Linked DNA regions of Sus scrofa: region 1 is linked to region 2. Evidence: chromatin contacts called from public HiChIP or PLAC-seq data. All regions are on one chromosome and are shown on one strand. The core of a region is the stretch at or near the end of the contact, and the rest is flanking DNA. Distances in the headings are between cores, read along the strand shown.

The links. HiChIP or PLAC-seq counts read pairs in DNA pulled down with a chosen protein or histone mark.
Region 1: a contact with region 2 is called in an H3K27ac HiChIP or PLAC-seq map of skeletal muscle. The contact joins two enhancer-like sites. A contact is called at or near these places in 14 of 47 Hi-C or Micro-C datasets (brain, embryonic fibroblasts, fetal skeletal muscle and 8 more) and 2 of 2 datasets of contacts at active chromatin or transcription factors (alveolar macrophages and skeletal muscle).

Annotation. Positions count from the first base shown.
Region 1 is chr2:143,161,289-143,166,597 of Sscrofa11.1, reverse strand. DIAPH1 (diaphanous related formin 1) reads left to right here. Exons shown (of 27, transcript NM_001258435.1): 26 at 172-258. Among named protein-coding and RNA genes, the nearest start is that of DIAPH1, 110 kb to the left of the region's middle. Within about 2 kb of position 1,902, at least 32 of the 83 cell types and tissues checked have an H3K27ac peak or open chromatin away from gene starts, as enhancers often do. A contact at or near this core is called in fetal skeletal muscle, liver, retroperitoneal adipose tissue and 2 more, where this site is marked.
Region 2 is chr2:143,120,006-143,125,611 of Sscrofa11.1, reverse strand. The region is part of intron 2 of LOC100736974 (protocadherin gamma-B7); the gene reads right to left. Among named protein-coding and RNA genes, the nearest start is that of DIAPH1, 150 kb to the left of the region's middle. Within about 2 kb of position 1,486, at least 70 of the 83 cell types and tissues checked have an H3K27ac peak or open chromatin away from gene starts, as enhancers often do. A contact at or near this core is called in fetal skeletal muscle, liver, retroperitoneal adipose tissue and 2 more, where this site is marked.

The DNA of each region.
Region 1 (5,309 bases), core at 653-3,152, 41 kb before region 2:
GACACAAGTAAACCTGGGCTGTGGGGCTTGAAGTCAAGCCCTCTGACTGCCCTGAGCCCCCAGACACTGAGGGCGGGGGAGCCACGCAGTGGCCTCCCTGCAGTTTGGGGGGGCTCAACACACGAAGGCTCCTGGGCAAAGAGCTTACCTCCCTGTCCTTGTTCGTGACAGAGGGTGATGAGACGGGTGTGATGGACAGTCTTCTGGAAGCCCTGCAGTCAGGCGCGGCGTTCCGGCGGAAGAGAGGACCTCGCCAGGGTGAGTGAGCGCGGGGAGCCCAGCCTGGCCTCTGTGCTCCCGGTCTGCGTGTCGGGGCCGAAGAGCAGGTGATGATGTTCCGAGGGCCTAGAAGCTTCTCTACAGGGGTCTCTGTTTCTAGAGTGGATTTTCTCGTCCCGTTCCAGCGAGGTTAGGAAGTACTGACCGGGAGAACTAGGGCCTGAGGACTGACTATAGATAGTACATTGGATTATTCTTGTTCTTCTTCCTGCCATTCTAGAAACAGAAACACAGTTAATAAGCCAACCGTGATGCGGGCCGCAGAGGTTTGCGTCGGCCCTGGCAGATAGGAGCAAAAGCTGACGCAGATTCCAGTCGGTACCTTGGGAGATGTAGGAACTGCGGAGAAAATGAGTCAGGAGTCCTTACTGACTCTCACCTTCCCAAGCGAAAGTGATGGAGAGAGAACACGGCAGCGTAGAAAGCGGCCAAGCAAAGGCCTGGCCGAGGAGGCAGGGGAGCAGCTCCACGGCGGACCAGGCCACGTCTGAGAGCCGCCTGCTCCGGGGCGCTCTGCCGCTACTGCTCTCGCCCCCGCTTACTCTCCCGCACCGGAGAGGATGGAAGTGGATTGTGTTGAGCTAGAGCCTCTACAAGGAAGGACGGGGCTAGGAGGGCAGATGATCCAGGCCTTCTTATGGGGAAGGGTCAGGGGATAAGCTGCCTTTGAGCAAAGTACACTGTGGCCGCAAGGCTAGAGTTCCTGTTGTGGCTCAGTGGAAACGAACCCGACGAGTATCCATGAGGACGTGGGTTCAATCCCTGGCCTGGCTCAGTGGGTTAAGGATCTGGCGTAGCTGTGTGCTGTGGTGTAGGGCACACACGCAGCTTGGATCTGGCATGGCTGTGGCTATGGTGTAGGCCGGTGGCTACAGCTCCGATTCGACCCCTAGCCTGCGAACCTCCATATGCCAGCGGTGCAGCCCTAAAAGGAAACAAGAGAGAAGGTATGGCCGAAGCCACCCCAGCACTGTGTCTGGAGAAGGCCCTTTGGGGCTGGGCCTGCTGCCATGTTCCCCACCGCCCTGGGTGATAGGAGCTTCCCTTCAAGCCTGTGGTACCGGGGAGTCATGCAGTTAGCCTTGGCCTGTGCTTAGCTGTTCACAGAGCCATAGCTGTGGGGCCGCTGGTACCTGTCACGGCCTAGAAAGGTACCTTCGGCGCAAGGTCCAGGGTGTAGAGCACACACGCTCAGCGTCCTGGGCCACAGGTGGAAGAGCACTCGGAGCGCCACAGTCAACAGCGGCCTGACTGTTGCTCCCAGCTTCCCTCCGAGGGAAGCTCCCTTCTGAGGACCCGCAGCCCATGAACGCTCCCTGGGCCAGGCTCCAGCCCTAGCCACGGCAGCGGCAGCCACGCCAGCTCCCTAACCTGCCGCGCCACCAGGGAACTCTGGAAGTATCTTCTGTATGACTTCTGAACCTTCCCTAAACAGAAGAATCTCTGATGAGGCCTCTTGGCTATTTGCTGGCATCCTTGAATCCAGACTCTCTGAACAGGAAGAGACAGGGGCAGGAGGGACTTCAGATCCCCAGGCGGCACATTGAGGCCCGGGACCTGGGACGTAGAGTGGGAAGCTGTCGTGTGCGTTTCCTCCGCACCATCTAAGGTCATGCGGCCTGATAGGAAGCATTTCCAGACAAACAAAAGCACATCCCGCCCCCGTCCTCTGGCCTCGCGGCTGAGCGGCCCCGCGTGGGCCTCCGGTGGGGAATCCCGCCAGCTTCTTCCGGCGGAGCCGAGCCGGGATCCCAGCTGCTTCCTGGCCGCCGGCCGCCAGCCCTCTGTGGCTTCTCCCTGCTGGGTGGCCCCACTCGCCTCTTGCTCCCCAGGGGAGACCAGGAGTTACAGGCCGAGGGAGCAGGGATGTGGGTCGAATTCAGCCTTTCAGCCGAGAGGCCGCGCCCGTCAGCATCCTGGCTCCCAGCGCAGGGAGCCCCGGAGACTAGATGAGGCGCTGCCGAAGCAAAGGGAAGCCGAGAAGGAAGCTGCCGCCTGCATCGTGTACCTGCTCGTGCTGGGCGCTGGGGTCACTCAGCATCTGGGAGAAACCGAGGGAAGGTGTTTCTAGGTGCCCTGGCAGTGCCTCCCAGACCCCCTGGGCATCCGGGCCGAGAGCAGAGAGCCCGGGGCTGGCGGGGGGCGGAAGGCCCAAGGCCCGAGGCCAGACCCCACGGGCACTGCCCAGGCTAGCCAGCCCGGGTCTCTGGGGCAGCCCCTTCACATCGACAGAGAGCATTGGGCTGGCAGGGCCTGCAGGGCCCTTCACGGCTTTAGCTTTTGGGGGGTGGGGGTTCACGGTTAGTAGGATCAAGAGGAGAAGCGAAGAGGGAGGCTGAACGCAGAAGGCCTCCCTGTGGGACTCTCCGTCCCTGGCGGCGGTGGGTTTCCTTCGGCGGCCGCCGCACTCAGCTGCTCCACCCTCGGCCTGATTCTCTGACTTGCTGCGGGCAGGCGGGCTCTTCTGAGCCAAAAAGCCGTCCCCGAGGGCACCTGTCCCCACGTGCAGAGAGCCTGGCCTCTCCCCTCAGAGGGCAAGGAACGGTAAAAGCAAATCTGCTGGTCCCTGGAGCCCCGAGGAAGTGCCCAGGGGGTGCCCAGGGCACAAAGCCCCGTTGTAGGAGCTGAGAGCAGAGTGACTCTCAGGGCGGGTTCATTAAAAGTGACGTGTGAACGGCTGTGGCCTGCGGGGCGGGGAGAACAAGGCCCTGAGTGTCCAGGGGAAGAAGCCCTGCGATTGTCTGACAGCTGCTATTTCGGGCTGATGATCGAGTCAGCCCGTGGGTTTAATGACTCCATTTTATCTCCATGTCTGAATCATGGCTTCTTAGATACAGGCCATCTGCTCCCGGGGATAAAAGTCAAGGAAAGAAAGAAACTTCTCTCTCTTCCTTTCTTTGCCTCTGCTGCTACTTCCCAGCTTCCTGCTCAGCTCCCCCGACACGAGGAGAAGCTTAGGGTTTGGTCCAGCTCTGGAGACCTCCAGTGATTAGCAGCTGACTCCGTGGTAGCGACCAGGACTCAGGCCCCAGATCTGCAGAGCTGGCTAACGATGCCGCCAGAACTGTAGCCACCTTTCTGAGTCCAGGTCCTGGGCCACTTCCTCTCCGCCTGCATGATGAACAGATGACATCGGCCCCTCGGTCTAGGCCCTAAAAATACTTTTTCATAGCTTCTGGCAACGAGAGCCCCAGACACGGTGAGATTGGTCCACAGAGTTTCCCAGTGACCACCGGTCTGGAGAGGAGGGTTCCTGGGCCAGTGCCATTTCCCCTCGACCTCTGTCCAAGTCGGATAGGAGTTAGACTGAGGAGAGCTGCAGGCAATCACGAGTTTTTCAGGATTGTAACGGCGCCCGGTCTGCCCTAGTTCCCTCTTCCCTAAGGAAGCTTATTAACAAGAGCGCTTCCGGTTTAGTAGCAGTAGTTCCGAGCCTGTGTTTTATGAATAGCTTCGTCCGAATCGTTTGCCTTTTTCTGATGCAGCTAGCGTGAATGCCTGCTTTTTGTCTTACCTCACCCCTCCCGTCTAGGAACCTGGCCTCGGAGAGCTTGGAGCAGTGGCTCAGGATCAAGCTCTTCCCCACCGGCTGCGGGCCTCCTAGGAGTGAATAACCCGCCCAGGGCCCGTACGGTCCCAAGGTGTATCTGCTGCTGTGGCTACTTTCCAGTCGTCTTAGAAAGTACCCAAGTGAGGAAGAAGCTCTGAGAGGTCATTTTCTGGCTAGTCGAGCTGTTGAGGGCAACTGTGACCCTGAAGCCAGAGTGGCAGCCACAGTTGTTCAGTTCTGTTCGCAGTTCCAACAAAAGCCTCTCTCCCCGATGCCGACCTTAGGCCACGTCGGGTCCATCCGCAGTGCGCCTGCTTTCTAGGCTTAACGAGGAAACCTGGGGAGTTCCCTTCGTGGCTCAGCCGTTAATGAACCTGACTAGTGTCCATGAGGATGCGGGTTCGATCCCTGGCCTCACTCAGTGGGTTAAGGATCCGGCATCGCCATGAGCTGTGCTGTAGGTCGCAGGCGCGGCTTGGATCTGGCGAGGCTATGGCTGTGGTGGTGGCTACAGCTCCAATTTGACGCCTAGCCTGAGAACCTCCGTGTGCCACAAGTGTGGGCCCTAAAAAGACAAAAGAGAGGTTTTGGTCTTTCCCAACTTCCCCTCATCCACTCTCCGTTCTTAGGAAGTCTGTAATGCATCAGAAGCGTTTTCGATCTAGAAGAAGGTTGAGACGGGCTTGCTTAGGTTCGGCTGGTGCCTTCTTCGAGGAGGAGACCCAAGAGAGAAGCAGCCGGAGGCCGTCCACACTCGAGCTCTGACTCTGCCCGTGTCCTGGAGACCGTAGCTCCTTCCCGGGTCAGAGTCGGATGCTACCTCACACGCACACAGTTAGAGCCTTCTCGCTGCTGCTGGTGACTGAAATCCCAGGAGCAGCCGCGCGTTCATCAAGCCCCTGCCTTTGCGGACTTGGGAGGTGGGGCGGTGGAGACGGAGGGAGGATTTCTAACCGGAGCAGCCACTCGGCAGGTCTGAGGAAGGGCTCGCTGCGTGTAGGAAACCGTCCTGGTCCCCAGGGGCCCCTTGGCCTCCCAGGCCTTTCAGCCCCTGAGGCCGTCTTCCACCTTCGTGTGAAACCCCTGCCCTGCCCTGCTCTGGGTCACCGTCACCGTCACAGTCACCCACAGTCACGCCTTCCCCGGGCCTCCGTTCTGCGCAGGCGGCAGGCAGGCCCTCTGTCTCGGGTCTCTGCTGCTCGAAGGTTTGGGCCCTGCTTCCCCACCCGCTTTAAATTGAGACACAAATCAGCGTGTAACATTCCCCCTTTTAAAGTGTACGGTTGTTTTTAGCATATTCACAAGATTCTGCGGCCGCCACCCCTGATTCCAGAACGTTCCCTCACCCCAAAAGAAACCCCCATACCCAGGAGCAGCCGTAGCGGTCACTCCGCATTCTGGCCTCCCCCACCCCCGGCACCCACAGCCCTGCTGGGTCGCCACGCTTCGCTCATCCCAGACACCTCGCACGACTGGAAGT
Region 2 (5,606 bases), core at 237-2,736:
TGGCACAGTCTCCCGATCCAGGGCTGCGCTGGTTTTCAAAGTAAAGTAATTCTTGAGGGAAGATGTGAGGCTAAAAGGGAGACCTGGTGGAACCTCACAAGTCACCAGCCCGTTCTCGCCAGCATCCAGATCGGTCACGCTGAGCAAAGCAATGACAGTTCCTAGAGGGGCATCCTCAGGGACCGGGCTGTACACAGAGGTGACTGTGATCTCCGGGGCATTGTCATTTACATCCACCACCTCTACCAAAACTTTACAGTGTGCTCCCTCGGGATTGGCGCCCTTGTCTTTGGCCTGTATGTAAATCTCATGGAGTTTCACGTCTTCGAAGTCCAGTCGACCCTTGATTGTCAGCATCCCGGTTACAAGGTCTAAGGAGAATAGTTCCCGCACGCCAGCGCGGTTGTGGCTGCCGAAGGAGTAAATGATTTCGCCGTTGGGGCCTTCATCCAGATCCGTGGCACGGACCTGCACCACGCGAGTGCCAGGAGGTGCATCCTCGGGGACGCGCGCCCTGTACAAGGACTGATTGAAGGTGGGGGCATTGTCATTCGCATCCAGCACGATGATTCGAATAGGAAGGCTGGCGGAGCGAGCCGGAGTTCCTCCGTCCAACGCTGTCAGCACCAGCTGGACATCTGGTTCTCGCTCCCGGTCCAGGGCGCGCTCCAGCACCAGCTCCGCGTACTTGGTGCTGTCTTCCCGCGTCTGCACGCGAAGCGCAAAGTACTCATTGCGGCTCAGCTCGTAGGTTTGTAAAGAGTTGCTTCCCACGTCCGGATCGTGCGCGCTCTCGAGCGGAAAGCGCGTGCCCGGCGCCACAGCCTCGCTAATCTCCAATTTCATTTCCCGGGTAGGAAAAGAGGGGTTGTTGTCGTTGATATCCTGGATCACCACTTCCGCGCTGAACAGCTCTAGCGGGCTCTCCACTACCAACTCCAGAGTTACGGTGCAGGAAGGCAGCGTCCCGCAGAGCTCCTCTCGATCCAGGCGGTCGTTCACGAACATCTGTCCGGTCTCCCGGTTCACCTCAAAGAATCTCCGACTAGCTCCGGACACCACCCGGAGCCTGCGGGCTGACAGGCTGCCCAGATCCAAGCCAAGGTCCGCCACCACGTTGCCCACCGCGAAACCCTTCTCTCTCTCCTCCAGGATCTCATAGCGAATGAGGGCGGCGGAAGCCTTGTGCAAAGCGCCAAGGAGAAGCAAAACTCCCACCACTCTCCCGGTGCTCACCAGTCCGCCCCTGCAGGCCTCCGGGACCATCTCACTCGAGGGCAGTTCCTCTCAGCGGGGTCCAGGTCGTCCCCGCTTTTCCGCCGAGAAACTTTCAATGGGTTAGCGCTCCGGCGCTGGGCTCCGAGTCGGACATGGCTCTCCCGCTGCCGCTGATTTGCTCGCCGGCTGTTCAGTCTCTGCCTCATCCCGCGGCGCCGAGAGGGGACGGGCCGGGGCCAGGGCTCCGGCGTCTTCATTGGCCGACAGCGGCACGCAGAGTCCCAGCCAATAACTGCACGAGGAATGCGCTAGCGCCCGGCTCTCCTGAGCGGGACAGGCGCTAGCGCCAGGAACTTCTTGCCTTGGGCTCCCTTCCAGACGTTACAGCCAGAGCTCCTTGGCCGCATCTGCACATCGGAAGCCCACCTTGGCTGGAAAGCTAACTGCAAGGTCATGAAGCTGGCCCTGGTGCGAGTCTTGAGGCTGAACGCAGGCCTATTAAACACTTCCGCCCCTAGCCTGAATCCCATGAAAGAGGGTTCAAACCAAACTGAAAACAACACAGTACTATCTGCATTGTTGGAGGACTGAGCACAACTTACCTCCTTAAGGAGGCGCGTGTAGGGAGGCATTCAGCCTTTCTGTCGGAGGTGTTAATATTTGCAGTTTTATCTCTTACCAAATGAGACTGTAGAATTCCAGGTCACTTCCTCAGCAGAGACAGTCTACAACAACTGCCATCTGTTTGGTTTAACTCTATGAAATTTAAAAATACAGTTCAGGTTTCTTTTTCAGTTGGACGTTGTCGCTTAGCTCTTATTTCTGAAGAACCAGGGAACAATGCGAGATTTTCCTGTCCTGTCTTCCCCAAGAAGCCTAACTTCAATCAGAGAGCGCAGTCTCTAACATCTCCCTTTATTTGATCTGTTTCTCAAGATGTTGTGCCATACGCCACAAAGAGAAGTTGCATTTCTTTTTATTTTTTTTTTACTTTATTTTTTAGGGCCGCACCCGTGGCATATGGAAGTTCCCAGGCTAGGGGTCGAATCTGAGCTACATCACAGTTCACAGCAACCCTGGATCCTTAACCCACTGAGCAAGGCCAGGGATCAAACCCGTATCCTCATGGATATCAGTTTGATTCATTACCACGGAGCCACAACGGAAACTCCCAGAAATCTCATTTCTAATAAGGATAATACCCCCTCATCAACGAGCCCCTCCCCTCCAAAAAAAAAAAAAAGACCAGCTTTATTTACTACCTGGGACCTTTCTGAAATGATTAAGATATCAGAAATATGAAGCCATGATAAAGAGCCTCAAGTTTTCTCATTTAGGATTGTAGTAATGACTAGGATAATGAGGAAGAGTCAGATGTGAAAAAAGGTAGAACTGAGCTGTACATCCTCCAACAAGAAACTACCCTCTAAGAGTTCCTGGAGTCCTATCTTTTTAAATGAGTAAGGCTGATAAAATCCTGGCACAGGGTAAGCTTTAATAATGACGCATATCACCCCATTAGATACTAGAAGAATCCCCTACTATTTCCGTACACTTATCTTGGACATCGTTTTGATTGCATATAGTCCTTTCTGAAGTTTAACTGAACCCTGATGTATGGAGGTAGGCAGATGGGTTAGACAGGCATATAGGAAGCTAAATATAAGATACTTATTGAAGAGATGAAAAGCCGTATTTGACATATCTTTCTAGCATCCCTTTCTACTCATCTCTTAAAACCTCCACTTTTAAATACTCAAATACAACAATTGTCCAGACCACCAAGAAGGCTGATAGATATTAGAAGATTAGAATATAGAATTTAGAACATATATGGCTGAACCACTTGCTACTCAAAGAGCCAAGGACCAATGGCATGGGCTTTGCAGAAATGCCCCCACTCCAGACCTACTGAATCAGAACTTGCATTAACAAAATGCCAGGGTGATTTGAATGTACATTAATGTTTGAGAAGCACTGATCTAGGGGGTTTTTCAGATACACCCATTTATTAATCATTTTTTCCCTCATTCACCATCACTTAATTGACATTCTGGTGTTCCAAAACCAGCTTTAAAAGCTGAAGTAGTTTTCCCTCTAATAATAAGACCCCTAGTTTTCCTAAGATCTCTTCTTAAGCCAGCAGAACCCTCCTTGGAGCTATTTTTCATAGTAGCCAAAGTGGTCTTCTTAAAATTTTAAGTTGATCTTTCTCCCTATGACTGTCCGGCCCCACAACTGCCCAGAAGCATCTCAGTATTTTTTTAAGTTTTTTTTTTTTTGTCCTTGTAGAGCCCCATCTGCTGCATATAGAGGTTCCCAGGCTAGGGGTCAAATCAGAGCTGTAGCCACTGGCCTACACCACAGCCACATCCGTGCCAGATTCAAGCCGTGTCTGCAATCACACCACAGCTCATAGCAACGCTGGATCATTAACCCACTGAGAGAGGACAGGGATAGAACCTACATCCTCATGGATGCTAGTTAGATGCGTTTCTGCTGAGCCACGATGCAACTCCAGCATCCCACCATTCCTGAAATAAAATACCAAATCCTTTGCATAGTATCTAAGTTCTCATGCCTTCCCCCTCTACTCTATTAAACTGCTTTCAGGGTCATCAACCAAGCTCTTCAGCAGGCTGTTCCTCTCCTAGGAAAGCTTCTTTCACTTCCTTCCCTTTGCTTTGATAATTTCTACAAATCTTTCAAGGCTCAGTTGAAGTGTTATTTCCTAATAGGGGTCTTCTCTTAGGCACTAGTTAAAGCCAGGATCCGTTGTTATGCTCCCTCAGAGAAACTTCCATTTTCCTTTGTTGAACCTAGCACAATTTAAAATTTTATAATTCTATTTTGTTTAAGCATAATGCCTGCCTCTCTCATTAAAAAAAAAAAAAAAAAAAAAGCTGCAGGAAAGCAGAGACCATGCCTGTTTTGATTATTATTATATCCTCAGTGATAGCACAGTTGGCACTTAATGCTTAATTTTTCCCAGCTTTAGAGAGGTATAACTGATAAATAAAATCACATAAATTTAAGGTGTATAACGTGACTTAATACATGCATATACTGAGTTGATTAACACACTGTAGCCAACATATTCATCATCTCAGCTAGTTCTCTCTCTCTCTTTTCTTTTTTTTTTTTTTTTTTGGCACACAGAAATTCCTGAGTCAGGGATCAAACCCACGCCACAGCAATGACAACACTGGATCCTTTACCCACTGAGCCACCAGGGAATTCCTAGTTACCATTTTTTAAACACATATGCTAAGAAAATGTAGCTTCTACTCTCTTAATAAATTTACACTACAATGTTGTTACACTACAATACTTTTTTGTTGTTACGGCAGGTGAGGCATATGGAAGTTCCCAGGCTAGGGTTTGAATTGGGGCTATAGCTGCTGGCCTACACCTCAGCCACAGCAACACCAGATCCAAGCTGCATCTGTGACCTACACCACAGCTTGCAGCAATGTAGGATCTTTAACCCACTGAGCAAGACCAGGGATTGAACCTGTGTCTTCATGGAGATCAGTTGGGCTTGTTTCCACTGTGCCACAAATGGGAACTCCTACAATGTTTTTAACTACAGTCACCTCACGTACATCACCTACATCAGATTCCAGAACTTACCCATTTCCTAACTTTAAGTTTGTGCCTTTGACAATTATTATCTCCCCATCCTTAATGCTTATTAATACAGCAACTTTTATGCTAATGGCAGGGTAATCATAAAATACACTAAGGACTGTATATATTCATTTGTGGGCATCCATTTTCTCTAGGAGTAATTAGCATTTGTGGAAGATACAGATACAGGGACTCTTTTAAGCTACCAGTAGGCCTAATGAAACTACTTCTTAATGATTTGGAAGAGAAAACAGGTTTCCCAAGAGCCAAGGGAGCTGTGGTGCTGTAACTCAGACGGACAAAACTTTGCTGTCACCCACATCCGGGGGAAACAGAAGTACGAGTGTACAGGGTCATGAGAGTTTCCCAGGCTCTATCTCCTTTCCTCTCTGTCTTATGCTCCCAAAGAGCCTCTGATCAACAAGATGCAGCGAACGTAATTTTCAAAACAGCAAGTGACTATATTATAATGGTCAAGAGTGAGGCCTTAGTGTCAAAAAACTTGAATTACAAAACAGGATACTACACTTAGCAGCTGTGTAACCCTGAAGCTTTTATTTTTAACTTCTCTTTATTTTCTTCTTAAAATGAGAATAATAATAGTTTTTCTTCTTTTTTTTTTTTTTGTCTTTTTGCCATTTCTTGGGCCGCTCCCATGGCATATGGAGGTTCCCAGGCTAGGGGTCGAATCGGAGCTGTAGCCACCAGCCTACACCAGAGCCACAGCAATCGGGATCCAAGCCACGTCTGTGACCTAC